2 separate regions of the Mus musculus genome follow, and region 1 is linked to region 2. A link is a contact called in public Hi-C data. All regions are on one chromosome and are shown on one strand. Each heading gives the region's core, a stretch centred on a gene start, on an enhancer-like site or on the middle of the called end of the contact. The rest is flanking DNA. Distances are from core to core; before and after follow the strand shown.

What was found. Hi-C and Micro-C count contacts between places; a contact is called where the count stands out from the background.
Region 1: a contact with region 2 is called in a Hi-C map of liver, with 3 times the contacts expected there. The contact joins two enhancer-like sites. A contact is called at or near these places in 1 of 39 promoter capture datasets (hippocampal neurons), 1 of 15 datasets of contacts at CTCF or cohesin (embryonic stem cells), 24 of 484 Hi-C or Micro-C datasets (the HPC-7 cell line, embryonic stem cells, induced pluripotent stem cells and 3 more), 1 of 115 datasets of contacts at active chromatin or transcription factors (embryonic stem cells) and 1 of 9 other capture datasets (embryonic stem cells).

What each region holds. Positions count from the first base shown.
Region 1 is chr10:119,160,697-119,165,504 of GRCm38.p6, forward strand. No RefSeq gene overlaps it. Among named protein-coding and RNA genes, the nearest start is that of Gm34045, 22 kb to the left of the region's middle. Within about 2 kb of position 1,410, at least 32 of the 459 cell types and tissues checked have an H3K27ac peak or open chromatin away from gene starts, as enhancers often do. A contact at or near this core is called in liver, muscle stem cells and rod photoreceptor, where this site is marked.
Region 2 is chr10:119,063,200-119,067,683 of GRCm38.p6, forward strand. It overlaps Gm33861 (a long non-coding RNA gene), which reads right to left. Exons shown (of 4, transcript XR_380851.2): 4 at 4,206-4,484. Among named protein-coding and RNA genes, the nearest start is that of Gm33861, 11 kb to the right of the region's middle. Within about 2 kb of position 2,377, at least 142 of the 459 cell types and tissues checked have an H3K27ac peak or open chromatin away from gene starts, as enhancers often do. A contact at or near this core is called in liver, muscle stem cells and rod photoreceptor, where this site is marked.

The sequences.
Region 1 (4,808 bases), core at 160-2,659, 97 kb after region 2:
GCCTGGCTTGAGCTTCTGAAACCTCAAAGCCCACCCCAAGTGAAACACACTTCCTCCAGCAAGGCCATACCTATTCCAACAAGGCCACACCTCCTCATAGTGCCACTCCCTATGGGCCTATGGTGGGGGGGGGGGATTTTCTTTCAAACCACCACAGGCTGGAATTAAAAAGGTCAGCTTATCCAATGAGTGTGAACCGGGGCTAGGGGCGTGGCTTAGGCAGGAAAGTGATTGTCTTCTAACCCAAGCACTGAATATGTTCTCTAATATATGTGTTAGAAAGAGAAAAGGGAGATGGCTCTGCCAGAGGTCCTGAGTTCAATTCCCAGCAACCACATGGTGGCTCACAACCATCTGTAATGGGATCTGATGCTCTCTTCTGGTGTGTCTGAGGACAGCTACAGTGTACTCACATACATAAAATAAATAAATCTTTTTAAAAAGAGAGAGAAAAACAAACAGAGAGGGAAGTGGGGAGAGAAAGAGAGAGGAGGAGGGAGGGAAAAAGGAAGGAAGGAGGGAGGGAGGGAGGGAGGGAGGGAGGAAGGAAGGAAGGAAGGAAGGAAGGAAGGAAGGAAGGAAGGAAGAAGCTGACATGAAGAGGTATGGTGTGATAGTCTATGCCTATAATCCCAGTATTTGGGAAGCTCAGGCAGGTGGATCAGCAGTTTGAGGTCTACATAATAGGGTATTGTTTTCCCCTCTCAAAAATTTTTGTTTTGATTTCTTACTTTAAAGGGACCCCATGAGGTCTTCATTGCGTCAAGCATCTTCATGAGTATTTGACCTCGGCCCAGCAAGTGTGTGATAAGAACATCTACCCTTCACACAAAGACATGGACTTGTGTGAGTTTGTCAGAGTGACTCCCTGCCATCAGGTACCCTAGCACCTCCTTCTGAACCTAAGAATTGTCCCACAGAAGGGACAATCAAAGTGGCATGTCTCAGAAATATACAAATAATTCCAACCACTTAGTTTTTCTAAATGTGGAAATCAGTGATGAAATTTTTTTTCAGGTGAGAGAATTGCACCAGAGAAATATTTTAATACCTCAGATCTAAGAATTCACATACTGCCAAGGAACAAGGAAAAGAAAAAAAAAAAGAAAGGAAGGAAGGAAGGAAGGAAGGAAGGAAGGAAGGAAGAAAGAAAGAAAGAAAGAAAGAAAGAAAGAAAGAAAGAAAGAAAGAAAGAAAGAAAGAAAGAAAGGATTTGCATAGTGACCATAGATACTTACAGACACTAGAGGGCAGGATACATGGTTTTATGTTTTGTCAAATTTTCATCTGTTTTCAATTTTAATAAGAATGCAGGCCAGGCTTCCTTTCAGACAGTAAGGGAGAGCACAGTGCTGCACACAGCATGATGCAGACTCACACTGGACTTTGGAGGAGGGAGGGAGGGAAACCACAGAGAGAAGCAAAGGGGACAGCAAGCAGCTCGAGTGATCTACTGATTGAGCGACGGCTTCTGCAGAATCAACCACCTGTGATTTCCTAACGTAGAACCTTTGACCTTGACTTTGGCAGCACAGGGGAGAGTCTTTTCTCATCGATGCCAGGAGAGTCTCTATAATCAGTTACACGGTTGCTGTCTCCTGCTGTTCTGCTTGTCTACCAGGATTCGGCCCGTTACTTCTTACAACTCAGAGCTGAAAAGAAAGTGATTTTAAAAATTTCCCCCAACGTTTCAGAAGACAGTAGCTCAGGTTTGTCATGCCTTCAGATAAATGAATTCAGACTTATTTGGGATGATAGGACTTGACCTCACACGTGAGCATCCATGTTCATGTGTGCATCTGTGTGCGTGTGTGTGTGTGTGTGTGTGTGTGTGTGAATGCATGCTACCATGTGTCAGTCCCCTCAGAGAAAGCCCTCTGCTATCTTTATACAGTGAAAGTGACAAACGGCCTCTCCCTCTCTGTCCTAAGAGTATCAATGCTATTAACAAAAGAGGCTCAATCTCAAAACGTCATAGTCAGCTGAAGGCTCCACATCTAATTCTTTTATCCGATGAGATGTTTCTTGGTGTGTTGCCCAGTCTGCTGGTGTTAAGTCATCTTCCAGGCCCAGCTTCCTAAAAAGGTGGGTTACAGGTGAATGCTACCACGTCCACTTTATTTATTCTTTTCTTTTTTCTTTTCGTGTGTGTGTGTGTGTGTGTGTGTGTGTGTGTGTGTGGTAGTGTGTGTGGGCAGGGGTTGTTTCAAGACAAAAGTTTTTTCTGTGTAGCCCTGGCTATCCTGAAACTTGCTCTGTAGACCAGAGACCAAGCCAACCTCAAACTCGGCGACCTGCCTGCCTCTGCCTCTCAAGTGCTGGAACTAAAGGTGTATGACCACCTCCCCCCATTACTTTATGGTTTTCAAAGAAGGGCTAGAAGCCAGAGCCTCGCATGCACTAGGCAAGTGCTCTGCCACTAAGCCCCACCCTGCTCTGCAACTGTCTGCTCCTATCGATCTTTTTAAAATGTACGCACATGTGCTTCCTAAGGGTTCCCAGCATAGAGATCGGCCCTGAAGATCCAGAGCAGAAGTAAGCGGCAGAGCAGCATGGCCATTGCACAGCCCTGCTCACGCAGGATCGAGCTCTGCTTCCATTCCGGGGTTCCCACTTGATGTGGCAAGAACTGCAATATGGATGTGGCTTCCAAGCCCTGCATAACCTAACTCCAAATTCACTACTTCACACTCGCCACCAGACACTGTCAGCATGTAAGCTTCGCCCTGGAATTATGGGTGGATTTCATCACCATAAAGATGATCCTTCTTATGGGGCAGACAGGGAGCAGTGGATGCAAGATTTACGCACATGCGCACACGCCGTCGTACGCCCTCCGTATCACAGATGGACGTCTGAGGAGAACTTTGAGGACTGTGGGCTCCAAGCTCATTGAGAAAGCTAACAAATGCTCTGAGCCATCTTGCAGGCTCTCTCTTGTCATTCCTACAAAATTCAATTCATAAACCGAAGAGCAGTAAAGAGTACAAAGAGGTATCCTTCCCTGCTCTGCAATGGTCCTGTTGGGTTCTTAGTACTCATGCCCCACTAGTCTCTTCTAGCTGCTATGGGTTTCTACTCACAGGGCAGGTCTGATGGCAGATTGCACTGAAGACTGTCCTCCGGGTTTTTTTGAGTTATCCTGCAATTCAATTCCCTTGTTTTTTCATTTTTCTATTCTTAAGAATTTCATACAGACATACACTGAAATGTGGTCATATCTAGTCCTTCCCATTTCCCCCATCCAAGTCTCCCCGCCTTTCCCAGCAACACACCTCTATTTGAGTACTCGCCCCTAAACAGGACACTTGTATCAATGCGTTCCTGATGCTATCTATCTAGGCTAGCATCACGTTCCACAAGGCTGCCCTCGTTTTGGATGCCAATCACAAGGGCAGGGCTCCAAACAACTGGCCTGGCTCCAACTCCTTCCCGGGTTCAATTATTTGCTACTATCAGTTCTCAGAACTCAGAGGATGTTTTGCTTATATGAACAAGTGTATTTTAAAGGATACAGCCATAACCCAAAGGTACATATTTTAAAGGGCCTCGTAACCAAGGATTGTGAAAGAGATGCTTAAGGGAGGGGGAATAGCAAGTGAGCACCACCCTCGACACACCTCGGCATGTTCACTAACCCGCAGGTCTTGGTACAAGAAACAGTTGAGACTCGATCAATTGAATTACAAGGGTCAGAGGATGTAGAGGAGGAAGGGGGGTGGGGAATAATCACTTAACAAGCTACAGAACTGACAACAAAACAGGGTCACATCCCTGAACATATGTTGAAAGAGAAGTTTCTAGTCCTAAACTGTCTCCCTCTTTTCCTCCCTTGTAGAGAGTCTTTTTCTCCCCCAGTTAGAGGCCAACGTGTGTTCTCCTAAATTTTGTATGTTGAAGCCCTAATCCCTTAATATGAGCTCATCTGAAAATGAACTCACTGCATATCTAATCAGAGAAGGTGAGGTCAAAACGGAGTAAGGTGGGTGGGGCCCCTGCTCCATTAGGATCAGTGCTTTTCTACAAAGGGGAAACCAGAGACAGATACTCAGGGAGAGGCCATTATGAGAAGATGCAGGTGGAGCCCAGACTGATGTAACAGAAGCTAAGGAATATCAAGATGGACACGACCCAAGGTGCCAGGATGGAAGGGAACAGATTCGCCTTCATAGGAGAAGCCAACCTGTCCAAACCTCCATCTCAGAGATGTTCACTCCAGAACTGCGGGAACATCGGTCTTCTGTCTACATTAAGTTTCCAGCTTTTCTTTTTCATAACACTTTCGGTCGTGGTGCTTGAGGGTCAGTAAAGCTTCCACTAAGGTCAGGCCTCCCCCCCCCCCCCCCCCCCGCATTCACCTGTCTCTGCAGAATCTGTTTGGACAGTCTGATAGCCACAGGAAATCGCCTTCCGGTGAGCTTTGAGGGAAGTGGCGTTCACTTGGTAGCTCTGAGCCTCTGTGACCTCTAAAGCTCTAGAGAAGGCTGGATACACCCAGTAAGTCCGCTCTGCCCTTGAGATACACCAAACTGTGAAATGAAGTTGTTCTTTCCCCTCCCCCTTTCTCCTCCCCACTAAAAGAAACCCAGAGCACCTGTGTCTTTCTGCGCATGCGTACCGCTGCTCTTCTCCAGAAACTCAAAGTTGTAGCTTTTGCTGCGCAGGCCATGGCACTTCCCTTATGGTACTTACTCATTTTGTATACACTTTTCTCTGCGTGACAATTTGTGACGTGTGAATTCCAACTTTTGAACAGGTTCAATGAAAAGCCAGTGACTATTTTGTACCGCACTGTGCACCCAGCATCT
Region 2 (4,484 bases), core at 1,127-3,626:
TCTCATGTCCATTTCCGGTGACCACATTACTTCCTGCATGCTACAGGGACACAATGGGACATGTCCAACCCGAGACCCACAGGCCTCAGGGAACCACTCGTGACCTTGGCAAGTAACGAGGCAGTCTGGTACAAAACGACAAACATGAAACATTAAACAATAAACACGAAACATTGTGTTCTGTCACTGGATTGTCTGATTCTCTCTGGTGGACTCCGTGGATGAGAACATCAACTTCCCACAGCCAAACTGTTGGCTTGAACCCTCTTGTGCTGACAACCGAGCAAAGGATAGCACTATTCAGAGTCGTTAGGAGTGGAGGGAAGACACCCAAAGGCTCCACCCGGGAGATATGACTGCTAATCAAAATTGCAGCTGGAAAGCCTGAGTCATCCAGGCCTGGGATGATTGAAGGGCAGAGAGACGTCGCAAGCAGAAGGCATGAGGAAGAAGATAAAAGCCGGAGGGGGCCAGGTCAACGTCAGAGGACTGCTGGGCAGACTGTATTGGTAGAGCAAAGCATGATGGGATGAATGAGGGTCACACAAGCAACAGTGGCTGGATGGGAAGGGGCAGGTCCTCAGCCCATCTTCCCTTGTACCCATCCAAATAAAACCAGCAGACTGGGGAGACTCCAGAGCTGGTCTCCTCGGAACACATAAGCGACACTGGACTGCTGTGTCCAGTCCCCAGGCTGAATAATCTCCCGTGCGTCATTGCCCAGTTCTGTAAGATCCCACATGGGGTCTCCTCCACTGGGAAGCTTTCAGACAATCGTGTGTGTGTGTGTGTGTGTGTGTGTGTGTGTGTAAGACAGAGGTTAACATCTGGTGTCTTTCTCTACCACTGTCCACCCTATTTGTTGAGACAGAGGTTCACCTGGAGCTCATCAACTGGATAAGAGTAAGGGCTCAGCAATAGCCCCAGGGACCATCCCCATTCCCAGATCTCCAGCACTAGTATTACAGGCCCTTATGCCTGGCTTTTTACATGTCTGATGAGGATACACAATGAGATCCCTGTGTTTGCCTGTCTACCTATGTAGCCATGTCTCGATGCCCCCACCCAGGTCTCTGTGTTAATTATGCTCTACTCACAAAGGGTGTCCCTTATCACAAATAGTATGTACACTTCCCCTCCACTTGATAGGCTTATTTTTCCCAAAATCAGCCTGACTTCTTCCTCAACCCCGGCACTTCTGATGACATCATACCACCCAGCTTTTTATCTCGACACGCTGTCATTTCTAATGTTAATTTTAGCAATTTCATCAGTGGCCGTCAAGGAAATCAATATCCCACGTGGGCTAATCCCTGCCCTAGAGAAGAGCAGCTCTGCGACCCATCTTATTTGCTGATAGACTATCACACGAGAGGGTTTAGTCACTGGCTAATGCGATCCACCGCTGCGCTCTGCGTTCTGTCTCTGTGCTGGGCACTGATGGAGCCTGGAAATTAAAGATGAACAAGATGTGTCTTACTCTAAAGTGATTACTGACCCGTGGAGCAAGTTCTAGGCATTGTGGAAATTATTCATGAGGTGGGTAGGGCCAAGACTACCCTAGATCAGGGTGTCTTGAACTGTGGTCCCTCTGCCAACAATGGCACCATGACCTGGAAACTCATCTGATAAGAGCTTCCTTGGGCTCCTCTGACAACCCTGCTGTATTGGAGCTGTTCCTACAAAATTGATTTAGCATCCTTCCAGGGGTGTTGGCTGGGATAAGGGAGAGAAAGAACCTCCGGGTCTACACCACACACTCCCAACCTCTCTCTCCGTCTCCTCCTTCTTCTACAGAACTAGTAACATAGCCAGGGCACATCAGTCCAGAGAGACACTCCCCAAGATAAAGTAAAACACTGTCTTAGCACGTAAGGACCACACCGGACACCCTCTGCCTAGAACCAGAGAGATGCTTCTCGAAGATCAGCCGTGGTTCAGGCCACGCTGATGCGAACCCCTTCAGTGGACAAGAAAGCACGGAGGCTAAGATTGCCACTTTTGCCCCTGCTGCCTCGGAGGAAAACAAGCAATAGTCTCAGCTTGAGAACTCAAAGCGAAGGGACTCTGGGGCCATCGCGGTGTACGGGGGACCAGATCATGGTCTTAGCCCGTGAGTCCCGTGGCCCTGTGACTACTTTAAGTAAATTAAAGCACGCTGCTTTCTTTCTGGAATTCAAGGACAATGGATCCTGCCCATGGCAGACCTTGGCAGACCTCTCAGAACTCCTGGCCACTGGGTTTTTTTGTTTTGTTTTGGGTTTTTTTTTTTTTTTTTGGCTTCTTGCCACGTGTCATTAGTGACCTATTTTCCCTGCTGTGAGCTCAGCCATATCGAAGGCCCCTGAATCAGCAGTTTCTCCTCCACTTTGCTGGCTCCAGGCTGGTGAAACCGACACTAGCGTCACAGAGCATGCCACCTCGTATGCTCTCCCTCCCGTCCTCGGGGGAGGCGGAGAGCACGTGATCCTGATAAAGACGTAGGCTTTGACCTGAGGCTGCCTGGGAGAGCCCAGCTGTCGTGCCTCCTCCAGATAAACCGCTGAACCTGGGATTATTTTAGCTGAATAAGTAATCAGAACTAAAAATAGCCTTAAACTGCCTGGGCTTTGTTTAAACCCTGCCCAGGTGGGAAAGATAAGGTTTTTTGTTTTGTTTTGTTTTTTTAAATATAATCTAATTACAAAAGCATATTTTAAAACACTTTACTCCAAAATGCAAAAACTACTTTTACAACACGCCTATTTGGAATATAGTGCTCAGTTAATCTGGCTCTCTGAAAAAAAGAAAATGCCGTCATTTGAATTGCATACCGAGTTGAGATTACCAGTTGTTAAAAGCAACCAGAAATTGTGCTTAAACCTTCTAGGGATATCTTCAAACATAAATCCACGTGGGAAAATTACCCTTTGCTGCTTTAAAAACCAGCAAAAGCGAGCTTGCTGCCAGGCCTATTAATCTAGAAGCCACGTCCCACTAGAGGGCGCTGTCCTGGTCCGTCCTTCTCAGCCTCAGCGGCTTCCTGCTTTGTCCCTTTGCAGAGTGCTTCTTTTTTTTTTTTTTTTTTTTTTTTTTTTTTTTTTTGTTTTTTTTTGTTTTTTTTTTTTGTTTTTTTTTTTTTTCCATTTTTTATTAGGTATTTAGCTCATTTACATTTCCAATGCTATACCAAAAGTCCCCCTTACCCACCCACCCCCACTCCCCTACCCACCCACTCCCCCCCTTTGGCCCTGGCGTTCCCCTGTACCGGGGCACACAAAGTCTGCGTGTCCAATGGGCCTCTCTTTCCAGTGATGGCCGACTAGGCCATCTTTTGATACATATGCAGCTAGAGTCAAGAGCTCAGGGGTACTGGTTAGTTCATAATGTTGTTCCACCTATAGGGTTGAAGATCCCTTTAGCTCCTTGGGTACTTTCTCTAGCTCCTCCATTGGGAGCCCTGTGATCCATCCATTAGCTGACTGTGAGCATCCACTTCTGTGTTTGCTAGGCCCCGGCATAGTCTCACAAGAGACAGCTACATCTGGGTCCTTTCGATAAAATCTTGCTAGTATATGCAATGGTGTCAGCGTTTGGATGCTGATTATGGGGTGGATCCCTGGCTATGGCAGTCTCTACATGGTCCATCCTTTCATCTCAGCTCCAAACTTTGTTTCTGTAACTCCTTCCATGGGTGTTTTGTTCCCACTTCTAAGGAGGGGCATAGTGTCCACACTTCAGTCTTCATTTTTCTTGAGTTTCATGTGTTTAGGAAATTGTATCTTATATCGTGGGTATCCTAGGTTTTGGGCTAGTATCCACTTATCAGTGAGTACATATTGTGTGAGTTCCTTTGTGATTGTGTTACCTCACTCAGGATGATGCTCTCCAGGTCCATCCATTTGGCTAGGAATTTCATAAATTCATTCTTTTTAATAGCTGAGTAGTACTCCATTGTGTAGATGTACCACATTTTCTGTATCCATTCCTCTGTTGAGGGGCATCTGGGTTCTTTCCAGTTTCTGGCTATTATAAATAAGGCTGCTATGAACATAGTGGAGCATGTGTCCTTCTTACCAGTTGGGGCTTCTTCTGGATATATGCCCAGGAGAGGTATTGCTGGATCCTCCGGTAGTACTATGTCCAATTTTCTGAGGAACCGCCAGACTGATTTCCAGAGTGGTTGTACAAGCCTGCAATCCCACCAACAATGGAGGAGTGTTCCTCTTTCTCCACATCCTCGCCAGCATCTGCTGTCACCTGAATTTTTGATCTTAGCCATTCTCACTGGTGTGAGGCAGGGCTGGGGCGCGTTTCATCGTCACAACAATTCCTTCCTCCCTCTAGAGACACAGCCCCACCCAAGCAGTGCACCTGGCGGCCCCTCTGGGGCTATTTCTTCCTGCTCCGTGTTTTGTTTCTATCTCTTCTTTTCTGGCTCAGAAGTTACAATGAGCACCTACTGAAAGTCATTCAGAGAAGATGGACCAGCTTAGCTAGGAAGC